Linked DNA regions of Triticum aestivum: region 1 is linked to region 2. The links are chromatin contacts, called in public Hi-C maps. All regions are on one chromosome and are shown on one strand. Each heading gives the region's core, a stretch centred on a gene start, on an enhancer-like site or on the middle of the called end of the contact. The rest is flanking DNA. Distances are from core to core; before and after follow the strand shown. Region 1 holds the start of LOC123053120 (violaxanthin de-epoxidase, chloroplastic). Region 2 has its middle 17 kb from the start of LOC123053118.

Evidence for each region. Hi-C and Micro-C count contacts between places; a contact is called where the count stands out from the background.
Region 1: a Hi-C map of leaf shows a contact between it and region 2, with 3 times the contacts expected there. The contact joins the promoter of LOC123053120 here to the enhancer-like site in region 2. A contact is called at or near these places in 4 of 5 Hi-C or Micro-C datasets (leaf and root).

Annotation. Positions count from the first base shown.
Region 1 is chr2D:353,305,680-353,310,417 of IWGSC CS RefSeq v2.1, reverse strand. LOC123053120 (violaxanthin de-epoxidase, chloroplastic) reads left to right here and starts at 2,340. Exons shown (of 6, transcript XM_044476522.1): 1 at 2,340-2,604; 2 at 3,025-3,225; 3 at 3,381-3,553; 4 at 3,710-3,806; 5 at 3,890-4,281; 6 at 4,371-4,738. The coding sequence starts at 3,037.
Region 2 is chr2D:353,268,424-353,273,159 of IWGSC CS RefSeq v2.1, reverse strand. No RefSeq gene overlaps it. Among protein-coding and RNA genes, the nearest start is that of LOC123053118, 17 kb to the right of the region's middle. Within about 2 kb of position 2,184, at least 1 of the 8 cell types and tissues checked has an H3K27ac peak or open chromatin away from gene starts, as enhancers often do. A contact at or near this core is called in leaf, where this site is marked.

The sequences.
Region 1 (4,738 bases), core at 1,091-3,590, 37 kb before region 2:
CCGACTCTGCACCTAGAGAGCGGTCTGCGTCGTCATTGCCATCTTCATCCACTCTGTCTCCGCCGCCACTTCCACCGCCTACCGCTATTCTGCGTCCTCGTACGCGCAGTCGGAGTGGTATTGTTCGGCCGAAGGAGCGCACTGACGGCACGGTTGCATGGGATGCGGCGTGTATGGCACAGACAGATGCTGACCCCACTACTGAGCCTCGGCATTTTCAGGCGGCTCTTCAGATTCCTCATTGGCATAGTACCATCGAGCAGGAGTTTCAGGCACTACAGAGGAATGATACTTGGCGTTTGGTTCCTCCTGTGTCTGGTGTCAACATCATTGACTCCAAGTGCGTGTTTAAGGTAAAGAAACATGCTGATGGTTCTATTGAGCAATACAAGGCACAGTTGGTGGCCAAAGGGTTTAAACAACGATATGGTATTAATTATGAGGATACCTTCAGTCCAGTTGTCAAACCTACCACCATTCGTCTGCTTCTGTCCTTGGTTGTTGCCAAAGGGTGGTATCTGCGTCAGCTTGATGTTTAGAATGATTTTCTCCATGGGGTCCTGGAGGAAGAGGTTTACATGCGGCAACCTCCAGGTTTTGTTGATCCTGCTCGTCCACATCATTTGTTTCGTCTTGTTAATGTGCTTTATGGACTTAAGCAGGCTCCTCGTGCATGGCATGCCCGACTTGGCTCGGTTCTTCGACGTCTTGGGTTTGTTCCGTCCACTGCTGACATGTCTATGTTCCCGCTCCATCGCCCTGAGGTTACTATGTACCTGCTGGTTTATGTTGATGACATTATTTTTATCAGCTCCTCAGTGAATGCCGCTGGTCGTCTGCTGTCTGCTCTGGGTGGTCATTTTGCTGTCAAGGATCTGGGTGCTCTTCATTGCTTCCTTGGTCTGGAGGTTTCACAGTCCCCTGCTGGACTTACTGCGACATGCTAGTATGTTGCAATGCAAGCATGCTACCACCCCTATGTCTACGACTGGTCGGTTCTCGGCCTTGGATGGTGCCTGCTTCCTTCTGATGATGCTACAGAGTACCGCAATATTGTTGGTGGTTTGCAGTACTTGACTATCACACGACCGGACATCTCCTATGCGGTCAACCGTGTGTGCCAGTATCTTCATGCTCCTCAGACTTCACACTGGTCAGTTGCGAAGCGTATACTGCGTTACATCTCTCATCCTGTCTCCTATGGCTTGCATCTTCGGTCTACCTCCTCGAGTGCTCTCTCGGCGTTCTCTGATGCAGATTGGGCTGGGAGCCTGGATGAACGGTGACCAACGGGGGGCTATGTTGTCTTCTTTGGTCGCAACTTGATCGCCTGGAGTGCGTGCAAGCAGGTAACAGTATCTCGGAGTAGCACTGAAGCAGAGTACAAGGCAGTTGCCAATGCCACAACTGAGCTTATTTGGGTACAGTCTCTGTTGAGAGAGTTGGGAGTCTCTCAAGAGCAGCCACCAGTTCTTTGGTTTGATAATATTGGCGCGACGTATCTTTTATCTAATCCAGTTTTTCATGCTCGTACGAAGCACATAGAAGTTGACTATCACTTTGTGAGGGAACGTGTTGCAGAGAATCTTCTTCATATCAAGTTCATCTCCTCTAAAGATCAATTTGCTGCCATCTTTACGAAACCACTTCCACAACCACAGTTTGAAGGTTGTAGGCGCAATTTTAACTTACTTTGTACTTCAACCCATAATTAAGATTGAGGGAGGGTGTTAGATAATGTTTATAAGTAGTTTCTGTGTATATCTTTGTAGCCTGTATTTGTACATGTCGTCACCCTGGGCGAGGAATAGTTATTCTTCACCCCCCTTTATTTTACCATCAATGCATCGTAATTTTACGTTTAGTAAGTTTTGTCTTATTTCTGACGTAAAAAGAGACCGTAAGAAAATATATAATCGTCGTAAAAAATATTTTATGTTATGTAAAATTACAAACGTAAAAACATAGTGTAAAATACACATAAACTGCAAATTTTCTTGTCTTATGCCCTATATTTTTATTTTTTATGCCAAATTTTACGTAGTGAATCAATAAGAATGTAACTATTTGAATTCCAAACGTAATTTAATTATGAAATGATCGTAAGATTACCTCGGGTGAAGAATAATTTATTCTGCACCCTGGATGATGAATAGTAACACTATATATATATATATATATATATATATATATATATATATATATATATATATATATATATATATATATATATAGCCACACCCGTATTAGGTGTTGTGCACTTTTCCAAATCCTAGCTTTTACACTGGTCTCTGTTTCCATTTTCTCTTTTTAATACTATGATATGATAAGCATGCTGTGTGTATTCGAGAGAGAAAAAACATCGTTCCTGATCGATCTTGGGATCTGACAGACCCGCTTGCGCTTATCGGATCGGAGCTCCACCCGGCCTGTGCCTCTGGTGCTCCGCGGCACACGTCGGCCACGTCTCTCCACTCCATTCCCACCCGCTCCCGCGCGCTTCTTCGCATAGCCAAGCTTGCCTCACCGTGTTATCCATCCATCCACACTATCCCAATCTCCGTCTCCTACGCTCTGTTCGGCGTCACGGCGGCGGCGGCTCAGGTTCTTTCTCGGCCTCCTCTCCCCGCCGCCCTCTCGCCTGCCTTCTCTTGCCATTTCCGCATCTCCTACTTTCGCAGGCGAGCTTAATTTTGGGAGTGATTCGATTGGCCGTGGATTTCTTTTTTCTCCCGGAAAGAAATCTGGTTTGGATAAGTGCTTGATTCCTTGGCTCCGGGCTTACCGCCTGAGTTGGGGACTTTTTCTTCTTCTTGCTATTTCTGAAAATGACCAGTGGTAGAGTTAGTTGTTCTTGTGCAATCTCCAGCACTAAAACGTAACCAATTGTTTATGGAACAGATGAGGGATCTTGTCTTCAGAATTGTAATTTTATGTTTCATTATCGTCCAGTCTGATGCACGTAGGTTCTTTGCAGTGTGTTTTCTGGCATACTGAAATTTAAATTTTTCTCTGGATACGCAGACTGCTGCGCAAATGTTGTCGCGGCAGTGCTTTAAACACGTCTTCCCAGCCGAAGGCTCCTCCTCCAGCGTTCTCCACGGTCCCGGCTCCAGAGGTGCAGCCAGCAGGAGCCGCACCGGCCTCAGCTTCCACCGGTGTTGCGTCAGGGCTAGCCTATGGAGGACCGATCACCTGCAAATAAGCACCGCTCGATTGTCCGAGGTGATTGCTGATTGCTCGTTTCTTGATAATAACAAGTTTGCTTCCCTTCTTGTTATGCTGCTGAGACAGGCATGATGCTTTTCCGTTTCCCTTTTTTTATTAAGGAAACAAACAAACAAAGCAACATGATTTTGTTTCTCTTTTGCATTTGACAGATTAAGGTACACACATTGCTTCAAGTACCAGATGTTTTCAATGCCATCAAGAGCTGGAGCAAACTGCAACTGGTCTCGGTGACAGGGCTGGCGGCATGTGTGGTTCTGCTAGTCCCTTCTGCCGGTGCCACTGATGCTCTCAAGACATGCACTTGCCTGCTCAAGGAATGCAGGTGTGACCCTACACAAGCCGGAATATGTCGCAATACGGTTTATTCTGTTGAATTCAACCCAAATTTCTTGTTTCCATACTAGAAAGAACAATTAAGTTATGCAGATCTGTTATGTTCATGTTTTCCGCACTTAAACCAAAATGATAACAATTTCAGGATCGAGCTGGCAAAATGCATAGCCAACCCATCATGTGCAGCAAATGTGGCATGCTTAAATACATGCAACAATCGACCTGACGAGACTGAATGCCAGGTAATTCAGTGTTCCAGAACCATGGATCCAGCTCCATGTCTCGGAAAAAAGTTAACATTTTCTTGTGCTTTGTCATCCCATAGATCAAATGTGGCGATCTGTTCGAGAACAGCGTGGTCGATGAATTCAACGAGTGCGCCGTTTCACGCAAAAAATGTGTCCCCAAAAAGTCTGATGTTGGGGAGTTCCCCGTCCCTGATCCATCTGCCCTTGTCAAGAACTTCAACATGGCAGATTTTAGAGGCAAGTGGTACATTTCAAGTGGCCTAAATCCTACTTTTGACACGTTCGATTGCCAGCTTCACGAGTTTCGTCTCGAGGGAGACAGACTTATTGCAAATTTGGCATGGAGAATTCCCACCCCCGACTCCGGCTTCTTCACCAGGGGGGCCGTGCAGCGGTTCGTGCAGGATCCCTCACAACCAGCAATATTGTATAACCATGACAACGAGTACCTGCACTATCAAGATGACTGGTATATCCCTCCCAAGTCCCCACCACACTCTGAAATTATACCATTGCTGTAGTACTCGAGTCTATCAGCTGAACATTTGTTTGCTGTAGGTACATTCTCTCATCGAAAATAGAGAACAAGGACGATGACTACATATTTGTATACTACCGTGGAAGAAATGACGCATGGGATGGATATGGTGGCGCTGTTGTGTACACAAGAAGCAAGGAATTACCTGAGACAATAGTCCCCGAGCTAGAAAGGGCTGCGAAAAGCGTAGGGCAGGACTTCTCCACATTTATCAGGACAGACAACACCTGTGGTGCCGAGCCTCCTCTTGCCGATAGAATCGAGAGGACTGTTGAGAAAGGGGAGAAGCTCATCGTTGATGAGGTAAAGGAGATCGAAGGGGAGATCGAGGGAGAGGTCAAGGAGCTGGAGAGGGAGGAGGAGACACTGGTTAAGAGGTTGGCAGATG
Region 2 (4,736 bases), core at 935-3,434:
CCACGGGATCATGCGTTATGGTACGAGTAAAGTGACTTGCCGGTAACGAGATTGAACAAGGTATTGGGATACCGACGATCGAATCTCGGGCAAGTAACATACCGATTGACAAAGGGAATTGTATACGGGATTGATTGAATCCTCGACATCGTGGTTCATCCGATGAGATCATCGTGGAACATGTGGGAGCCAACATGGGTATCCAGACCCCGCTGTTGGTTATTGACCGGAGAGTCGTCTCGGTCATGTCTGCATGTCTCCCGAACCCGTAGGGTCTACACACTTAAGGTTCGGTGACGCTAGGGTTGTAGAGATATTAGTATGCGGAAATCCGAAAGTCGTTCGGAGTCCCGGATGAGATCCCGGACGTCACGAGGAGTTCCGGAATGGTCCGGAGGTAAAGATTTATATATGGGAAGTCCTATTTTGGCCACCGAAAAATGTTCGGGATTTTTCGGTATTGTACCGGGAAGGTTCTAGAAGGTTCCGAAGTGGGGCCCACCTGCATGGGGGGACCCACATGAACGTGGGTAGTGGGGGCAAGTCCCCACACCCCTGGTCAAGGCGCACCAAGATCCCACCTTAGAAGAAATAAGATCATATCCCGAAGGGATAAGATCAAGATCCCTAAAAAGGGGGGGATAACAATCGGTGGGGAAGGGAAATGATGGGATTTCTTTCCCCCACCTTTGCCAACGCCCCAATGGGACTTGGAGGGCAAGAAACCAGCCCCCTCCACCCCTATATATAGTGGGGAGGCGCATGGGAGCAGCACCCCAAGCCCTGGCGCCTCCCTCCCTCCCGTGACACCTCTTCCTCCCCACTTGCGCTTGGCGAAGCCCTGCCGGGATCCCGCTACTTCCACCACCACGTCGTCGTGCTGCTGGATCTCCATCAACTTCTCCTCCCCCTTGCTGGATCAAGAAGGAGGAGACGTCCCCGCTCCGTACGTGTGTTGAACGCGGAGGTGCCGTCCGTTCGGCGCTAGGATCATCGGTGATTTGGATCACGACGAGTACGACTCCATCAACCCCGTTCTCTTGAACGCTTCCGCGCGCGATCTACAAGGGTATGTAGATGCACTCCCCTCTCTCGTTGCTAGATGACTCCATAGATTGATCTTGGTGATACGTAGAAAATTTTATATTTCTGCTACGTTCCCCAACAGATGTTACGTACCATATTCATGCTAAATGGGTTGCCAATTGAAATTATTGTGAAGGTCGTGTGCCAAGAAATAAACGTTAGAAAATATCTAACACAACAAAAAGATACCACCCCCCCCCCCCACACACACACACACACAAATATGAGATGTTCTAACTTTTTGGTGAACCGAATGTATATAGATACGTATTAGGATGTTTGTTCACTCGTTTCAGTCCGTGCGTAGGCCATATTGAAATATTCAAAACATCTTATATTTGTGAATGGAGGAAGATTAAACTACTTTGCTTGATATTTGTCATTGAGAGGATCTGCCTCCCCAGTATGCTAGTAGTATCATTTGGATTGCATTTTTTTTCTTATTTCTCATCGAGATCTTTAGAATAAACTTGAGTTAACACATGAAAAGACCCACATAATGATGCAAACAATAACTGATTATGATGCAATTATCGCTTGAAGTTGCCACTGTACCGATAGATTTCCACAGTGCTCAATTCGAAACGCATCACTCGTTGCATGGTTTGTGATGTTGGGAAACGACTCCATCGCCCGTCGGTGGTGTTTCTTTCATGATTACACGCCTTGATGACTTGATCGCAGTTGGCATGCGTGCATGATCACACGCCCTACATAATTTCGAACGGACGGACGGACGTACACAGTCAAAGTCAAGTCGCCAGCAGCGGCGCATCCACATGCTCCCCGGCTTTTATTTGCCATCCGCGGTCGACCTTCTGATCTTGGCTTAAACAGTATTCGTTCATTAATACTACGTATATAGTCGCAGCAGCCAGCAGGGCGGAAGATTCTATAGTGTGTGCACGTGCGTTTCTCCCAGAGGACAAAATGGTCATCGGCAGCTTTGTTTAGATGAGTTATATGACTAGCTAGTTGGTCGAGCACAAGGGTTTGCACATAGTAGTATTTTCTTTTCTTCGTTCAGTCTAGACCCGGACCAAACTGGTGTATGTTGACCGTATTTCCAAGCTTTGAACGACCGTACATGTCCATACCATAGCATCCACCCAGGTCAGCTGTCATGAGGTATGCCACGCTTCTTTCGATCCTGGGTACGTCCTAGGAACCGATTCATCATACATGGATACTTTAGACTTTACGTTACTCCCTTCGTATCAAAATACATAATGTTTTTTGACATTTCTTTTTTGCAGCTAAAAAATCGATGTTTTTTTACATTAACCTCTGTTTAATAATTACTGGTTGCTGCCATGGTTTTAGTCCAAAGTAGTTCCCTGATTGATCAGGATAGTTTATACTATGAGAAAATCGACGTTGACCCAACCTCTTTAGTTTGCAAAGAGCCAGCAAGATGTTAAAGATACGGGTGTTTTTATTTTGCGGGGAAAACATGCCAGTGTTTTGACTGGACAAAATAATTCAAAACAATTTTGTCTAAGAAAATGATGTTCCTTCCTGCAAAAAAATTGTTACGGTCAATCAGGTTTTAGTTTTTTTCTTTACAAAGGACAACAAAAGTAAAATAATTATATCTAGATTTGTAGACCACATGACGACGATTATTAGTATTGGAGCGAGTTTTAGTTTGACGTGGCAATATCGGGGATTCATTTTCTCGTCTTCATAACCGAGTCATTAACTCTGTCAGCGTCATCCTTTGTCTCAAAATGGTTGAAGCCGTTGGAGCCGGCGATTATCAACCCGTCGTGCTCATCCATAGGATGTCCGACATTTTGCATGCAAGCTCGTGGCCAACTGCTTTACTCCACGAGAGTCAAACTGCTTTGACCAAAAGGTGAGATATTCTACCAACTCAGTATACAAGGCTCAGTTTTTTGGAACCTACTCCAACTTCTCAACGAAAAAGGTATGAAAAGCACTCGTAGAGATCCGAATTGCACTCTTCTCATGCTCTGCATACACATAATTCTCTAGGCATGTGTGGTAGTTCTCCTCACACGACTCGTCCCGCCATCTATGCCTTGGGCCATCTTGAATCTGCCGCCCACCTTTGCAAGGACTATCCTTTCACCTCCAAGGTCCGTCGTCTCGCTCAATTGAGGGATGACATTCATCGGCGGTGTCATCGCATAATTCATCTAGCATTGATGCCTAGTTGAACTTTGTATTCTGATATATGGAAAAGGGCCTTCGTGCATGGGCGATCCATCCACGACAATTTCATTCTCGTCCAATGCACGGCACGAAGGCTCCACGCCCTACGGGACCCAGCCATTATGCTCAAGCTTGACATATCAAAAGCGTTTGACTCGGTGCAATGGCCCTTCCTATTAGAAGTACTACGCAAGGCTGGATTTGGGGAGCGATGGATCATGTGGATTTGTGGGATGCTGGCAAGCACATCAACAAGGATCATGGTCAACGGTACGCCGGGACGGCCAATCTACAACACCGTGGGCTTGAGGCAAGGTGCCCCACTATCCCCAATGCTGTTCATTCTTATCATGGAGCCCTTGCACCGCATGTTTGAGCTCGCGACCGCTAGGGGACTGCTCGCTCCGCTTGCAAGAACAGGGCTGCACCACCGCCTCTCGATGTTTGCCGACGACGTAATGATCTTCCTCAAGACAAACGAGCGGGATTTGAACACATGCGCCTCACTTCTTACTCTGTTTGGAGAGGCATCAGGCCTTCGCGTCAACCTTGCCAAGAGCGCTGTCTATCCTATACGATGCTTTGCTGAGATCATGGAAACTGTGGAGCGAACACTTGGATGCCCGAGGGGTGCCTTCCCATGCAAATATCTTGGGCTGCCGCTCACGCTGAGGAAGCAGTCCCATGTACGGCTATCAGGCCTTGTGGATCAACTCGCGACGGCGTTGCTAAAGTGGAAAGCAGCAAAGATGCCAAAGAGTGGAAGAATGCTTCTTGTTCAATCTGTGCTATGTGCGATCCCGCTACATGCGATGATGGCGCTCGACCTCCCGCAGAAGACAATTTCAGCAATGAACAGAATTTGTCGCAGTTTCCTATGGTGCGCTAAGGCAAACTCGTCCGGCGGCAGCTGCGCGGTCGCTTGGGAAACTGTATGCGCCCCCAAATGGGCGGGTCGACTAGGCATACCCAACCTAGGATGGATGAACAAAGCTGTGCAGACAAGGTGGCCTTGGTTGCAACGATCAGACACATCGTGACCATGGGCAGAATTTGACATCGCTGTGCCAAAAGCTTCAAGGCAAATCTTCAACGCGGCTGCTCACTGGATCCTAGGAGATGGAAATGCAACACTCTTTTGGGAGGATAGATGGCTCGAAGGACACCGGATCATGGAGATTGCACCCTTGACCTATGGGCGAGTCAGGAAGAGAATAAGAAGCACATACACCGTATCCCAGGCGCTTCTGAACGACTGTTGGGTCGCCCAAGTGAGCCCGGAGGTATCAGCTGACTCGTTACGGGAGTACCTACAATTGTGGAGCATGATCCAAAGGGTCGAACTTGACCCAACGCAGTGCGATATCATCTCTTGGTCATGGGAAGCAAGCGGATGCTATTCAGCGAGGACTTCCTATGCAGCCAAGTTCTCGGGCAAGCAGGTCGTCCCCACAGCCGAATTCACTTGGAAA